Regions from separate parts of the Mus musculus genome. Here region 2 is linked to region 1. The links are chromatin contacts, called in public promoter capture Hi-C maps. All regions are on one chromosome and are shown on one strand. The core of a region is the stretch at or near the end of the contact, and the rest is flanking DNA. Distances in the headings are between cores, read along the strand shown. Region 1 overlaps Triobp (TRIO and F-actin binding protein). Region 2 overlaps Gtpbp1 (GTP binding protein 1).

Region 1 (2,771 bases), core at 165-2,664:
CTCTTCACCCCTCTGTGAAGGCCTGGCAGGAGGGCGGGGGGCGGGGGGCATGACGGTACATCTCTCCTGTATGGTGGTCTCTCCCCCCAGTTAAACTACAGAAGACAGTTCCTCACAGGCATGGCCCGAGGCTAGCCATAGGTAATTTCTCACAGGTGTGTCGGAGGCTTGTTGCCTAGGTGACTCCACAGTCTGTCTAGTTGGTAATTCACACTGATACATTTAATGTTTAAAACGTAGTTTTGCTTAACAGTAGAGTCACAGTTCTGAGTAATTGGAAAGTCAGCTGCCCATAGTCTACCATGCATGCCAGTGCCAGGAAGAGCAAAGGGTGCTGGGGGTGGGGTGGAAAGTCCCCTGAGGGCCACACTTGGAGCTCCTGGTGGCCAGTGGGTGGGGATCCTGCTACACAGAAGGTAGAAGGCCAGTTGGTGCCAAGAGTAGGACCTCCAAGAACAAGCTGGAGTTAGTCTCCTGCAGATGTTGCGAGTTCTCCAGTGACACACAAGGAGATCTTGGAGTGCAGTAGATAAGAGGACAGGGCCCAAGCTTGGGGAGCTAGGACAAGGCTGACTGGGAACAGATTAGCTGAAGGGAGATTTTGGTCCCTGGTAACTAGGGCCCGGGAGGGCAGGGGAGCCCTGGTGGTTCTGGGGCTGGGCTAACGCGTTAGCCAGGGCTGGCTACTGCTGAGTTGTGGGGAGGGGAGGGGAACCAAAGGAACAAAAGGTGAGGAGGCTATCCTGGGGTTACCTGGGCTAAGGGAGGGTGGAAGTGGCCCATGAAGGGTGGGCTCCAGCTTGGGGTCATTGAGTGGAACTCGGAGATCCTCTCTGGAAGGGTCCGTTCACTGGGGTCGGAGCTACTGTATGTATTCACGGTTCTATTGGAACCAGCTTGAGAGTTCATTGAAGAAAAAGCTTGTTTTACTCAACTGAACTTTTAGAGGCACTACAGTAAGCTCCAAAGCCATCAAAAGGAAATGGAGGCCCAGAAGTTTGGTGTGACCTTTGAACTCTAGGCAGCCCCAGAGCCCTTGCTTCCTGGTCCTTTTTTGCCCCACGGGGCACTTCAAAAGCTGCCAGCACTCCATCTTAGGAAGTTGGTGCAGGCTCAGGGCAGGTGGGACTAGGGTGCTAAGAGGTGAGGGGGAAGCGCTTGGGAAACAATGACAACTGGGACAGCAGGCACTAGAGAGAAGAGGAACCTTGTAAGTCACATGTTCCTCAGGCCAGGGAGGAGGTGGTTGGAAACTCAGCTGATCCTGGAGAGGTGGCCCTCTTGCAGGCATGAAGGGCTCAACCTGCAGAACAGCTGTGCAGGAAGCAGGGCCTTCAGCACGGGCCTATCGTGGCCCTGGGGGAGCTAAAGGAGGAGGGCTCTGGAGCTGAGGCCACCAGGGCTTCTTCCTCTGTTTTGATATTATGGCAGAGAGGTGGCCACCAGTGTCACTAAGGAAAGTGGGTCACAGGTCACCTGGCTGGCCCTCACCCGGCTTTTATTTATTTTTTGGTTTTTGAGACAGGGTTTCTCTGTGTAGCCCTGGCTGTCCTGGAACTCACTTTGTAGACCAGGCTGGCTTCAAACTCAGAAATCCACCTGCCTCTGCCTCCCGAGTGCTGGGATCAAAGACGTGCACCACCACTGCCTGGCAGCCACACCATTTTTTAATCAAACAAGAAACAGTCCAGCCTGATGGCACTTTAATGATGGCTGGCCTTTAATCCCAGCTTTTGGGAGGCAGAGGCGGAGGCAGAGGCAGGCAGATCTCTGTGAGTTCGAGGCCAGCCTGGTCTACATAGGGCAGCCAGAGATACATAGTGTGAGACCTTGATTTAAAAAAACAAACAAGAAATTAATAAAAAATAAATAAATTATATAAGAACCACATTTACTTTTTTGTTGTTAGTTTTTTGAGGCAGGGTTTTTTTTGTGTGTGTGTGTGTAGCTCTGGCTGTCCTGGATCTAGCATCTAGTTCTCTGTGGACCAGGCTGGCCTTGAATTCACAGAGATCTACCTGCCTCTGCCTGAGTCCTGGGATTATAGGCATGGCAGTGCATAATCCCAGCCCTTGAGAAGGTAAAGCAGGCTCCTAAATCCAAGGCCAGCCTAGCTAGAGGCTAAGGCCTTTAAAATCCCTGTCTTTAAAAAACACAAACAAAGTCACGAGTTGGGTATAGTTCAGTAGTAAGTAGAGCACTCACCTCGAATGCTCAAATCTCTGGGTTCTACTGCAAAAATGTATCTAAATTAAAAGTTAGAAATGAGCCCATGAGGGCCACAGAGGTGGCTCAGTGGGTGAAGTTACTTGCCTCCAAGCCTGGTGGCCTGAGTTCCATCCCAGAAACCCCCTTAGTAAAGAAAGAACCTTTGACTTCCATATGTGCCTTGTGGCATGCATGCACCCCCCCCCCCTAAAGTCAATGTAAAAGGCAGTGAGCCCCTGACGTTTGCCCCCAGTCCTGTGCCTCCCTCTCCCACCCTTGCTTTGTCTGGATCAGCGTCCAGGCCAAGGTGACAAGTCACCACCCACAGCTGACTGGATGACACACTTGCTCAAGGCCTGCACAGGCTGAGGAGGGGGCTGGACAACCCTTTCTTGGCGGGCTGTAGGTGGGGCCGTGGGATCCATGTCTTTGCCACCATGCTTGCTTTCCTGGCTCATGGTCCCTTCCTTCCTTTCAAGGCCTTTCACTCACTCTCATCCTCTGCCCTTCTGTCTTGGTCAGATTTCTAGATTCTTGTCTTGTGCCCTCCTCATCCCTCAGCC
Region 2 (2,769 bases), core at 228-2,727, 700 kb after region 1:
GCTAAGGGGTCGTCTGCCAAGGCAGGGAGGGAGCCAGTCAGCATTGCCATGTGCCACTGGTTTAGAAAAGGCTTGTGTACTTGGTGATAAGAAATCATTGATTGCTCCTGTAAGCTTGACAGGTGCATCTCTGGCCTGCTCTAAGAAGATAGACCACTCATAGGTCACTTCCTGCGTTGTAGGAAGCCACATAAAGGTCAGTTGTGACAAGTGGTGGGGCGAGTCTGTAAAGACCCAGACTGTTCAGTATTTGTTTAAGTGTTTGTTTAAGAGGGGCTGGCCTGGGGGCTGGTGAGATGGCTCAGTGGGTAAGAGCACCTGACTGCTCTTCCGAACGTCTAGAGTTCAAATCCCAAGACAGCTACAGTGTACTTACATATAATAAACAAATCTTTAAATAAATAAATAAATAAATAAATAAATAAATAAATAAATAAATAAGGGGCTGGCCGTGAATTCTTGACGCTTTGACTTTGGCCTTGCCATGCCATGCAGAGTTTTTCTCCCATCCTTTAGTGCAGTCTGAATTTTACCATTGCCACCAACTCATACCTAATTAACCCTCCTTCAGAAGGAAGATGTCAGATCCTCCCTGGACCATCGCAGCACACCCCAGCATTAGCCACACATCATCTTGGTAACTCCTTCTGCTGGATTCTTTGGAGGCAGAGAGAGATCTCAACTGGTTAAACAAGTTGAGCATCAAACAGGACTGAGTCAATTACAAGGCCCCCAGAGGTCAGCTTCGTCTCCAGCTTCTTCCCTGTGAAGGTGTTGTACCCCTCCACTAGGGCCTTCCACTGTAGCCCTGGAGTAAAGGAGACTTTACTGGGAGAAATCTTTCCCAGATAAGCATATTAAAACCATGCACACCATCCAGGGGACTGTGCTATGCCTGTATGCTCTTCATTTAAGGTTAATGTTTTAGGAAGCAAGTCAGTAATGGTCCGGTGGTTTAGGGTCTGCAGCCTGGGAGGTCTGGGCTTGCCTGTTGACTGTTTTCCTTGCCTTAAAATGCAGGTAATGAGCTGGGGAGTATGCACTGCTCTTCCAGAGGTCTCAAAGTTCAGTTCCCATGCACACTTGGAAGCTCACAGCCACCCATAACTCCAGCTCCTGGGGATCTGATACTTTCAAGCACTTTCATGTGCCCATTCCCACACACACTTAATTAGAACTCAAATCTTTCAAAATAAATAGTACAAAAATATGAATAATGATCCCACGGTGCCCCGGTGAGTGCCGTGAGCACTCCAGGAGCGCCCTTGGCACAGAGGTGTTCGTGTTAGCACTGCCAGGTTTTCAGGGTCCAAGGTTGTAGCTGATTTACTATGGAATTGCTTTGCAAAGAGACCTCGACTGTTTCTAAGAAGTCATGGCTTGAGAGCTCATTTGGAGGTTCTAGCGGAGAGCACAGTTGTCTCATTATACCCATGACTGCCAATGGTTCTCTGTCAGGGAACTTTGCCCTCTTCTACTGAGCACAGCTCAGGGAGCACTGAGAGAGGGCGGGCATCCCTGCTTAGCCAGCCAGACCAGCCTAATCAACCCTGGTGATCAGTGGAGTGACAGATGGCACAGCAAGAGACACAGGCGTCAGCAACAGCCACACAAAGGAGCTGCTTTCCTGTGAACAGTGGCGATGGGCCGAGGAAACCCCATGCCCAGAGGCATGGTGGCATTGGAGGGCCAGATGTACTCTAGGAAGGAGAGGAGAATGTGAGGTCCAGGGATACTGAACAGGTGGGCAGGGTCCGCTTATGGTTCTTGAATGTCAGGCCAAAGAGCTGAGACTTATGTCCCCAAAGCCTGGGAAGCTGTCACTTGTATAGAAGAGTGTTGTGGGAAAGGTAAGCGAGCTGGCAGGACAGAAATCTGATGAGGGCTGGCACTGTCTTTAGTAATTGGACTCTGGCTTTTCTCCTTGGCTTTTGTCTACTCCTAACACAATGAAAGTGGTGCGTGCTAGACCAGGATAATGTGACCACCCAAGAGCTCTGATGGTCAAGGTGACATTGGTGCTGGCCCTAGCTTAGAAAGCAGCAGGGAGGTAGATAGTCTGGTGAGGATAGCAGTTTTCCCTAGTTCAGACAGCGCTAGAGCTCTGCTGTCATTCCGAACCCTCTGCCCTCTGCCCTCGGCCCCTCCTTGGTTCAGTTGTTTTATATTTTCTAGACATTTGAGTGCTTAAGGTAGGAAAACTATTCATCAGAAAATGGTTAAGATATAGTTCCCCGTCCTCAAGGTGCTTCTATAGCCTGGGCGGGGGAGGGGGGAGATGTGTGTAAAAAGACGTTTGCACAAGAGCAAGGAGTGGCAAGTGGCAAATGTTGCAAGGAGGGGCCGGTGTTTGTGGAGCCTCTGAACAGATGCTGATCGGCTGCTGTCTAGGGTGAAAAATGAGGGCAGAGCTAGGACTGTCCAGGACTTAGGATGAGTCTCCAGCCCCAACCCAGGGCCTTTGCACTGGGATAGAGCCCAGAGGGAGCCTGTGTTAAAGGATGTAGGATGACGGGGGCGGGGCTTAAGGGAATTGAACCTGGAAGGAATTCTGTTGGTTCTGGAAAGTCATTCAGAGATTCTGATGTGGAAATGGCAGTGTAAGCACTATGGTTTCTTTCTTTCTTCCTTTCTTTCTTTCTTTCTTTCTTTCTTTCTTTCTTTTTTGTTTGTTGTTTGTTTGTTTTGAGACAGGGTTTCTCTGTGTAGCCCTGGCTGCCCTGGAACTCACTTTGTAGACCAGGCTGGCCTCGAACTCAGAAATCCGCC

The links. Promoter capture Hi-C pulls out the DNA fragments that hold promoters and counts their contacts.
Region 2: a promoter capture Hi-C map of liver shows a contact between it and region 1, with 2.8 times the contacts expected there. The contact joins two enhancer-like sites.

The regions. Positions count from the first base shown.
Region 1 is chr15:78,995,572-78,998,342 of GRCm38.p6, forward strand. The region is part of intron 18 of Triobp (TRIO and F-actin binding protein); the gene reads left to right. The region is part of intron 2 of Gm10865 (predicted gene 10865); the gene reads right to left. Among named protein-coding and RNA genes, the nearest start is that of Mir6956, 5.3 kb to the right of the region's middle. Within about 2 kb of position 1,415, at least 47 of the 459 cell types and tissues checked have an H3K27ac peak or open chromatin away from gene starts, as enhancers often do. A contact at or near this core is called in liver, where this site is marked.
Region 2 is chr15:79,695,679-79,698,447 of GRCm38.p6, forward strand. All of the region lies in intron 2 of Gtpbp1 (GTP binding protein 1), which reads left to right. Among named protein-coding and RNA genes, the nearest start is that of Gtpbp1, 6.2 kb to the left of the region's middle. Within about 2 kb of position 1,478, at least 34 of the 459 cell types and tissues checked have an H3K27ac peak or open chromatin away from gene starts, as enhancers often do. A contact at or near this core is called in liver, where this site is marked.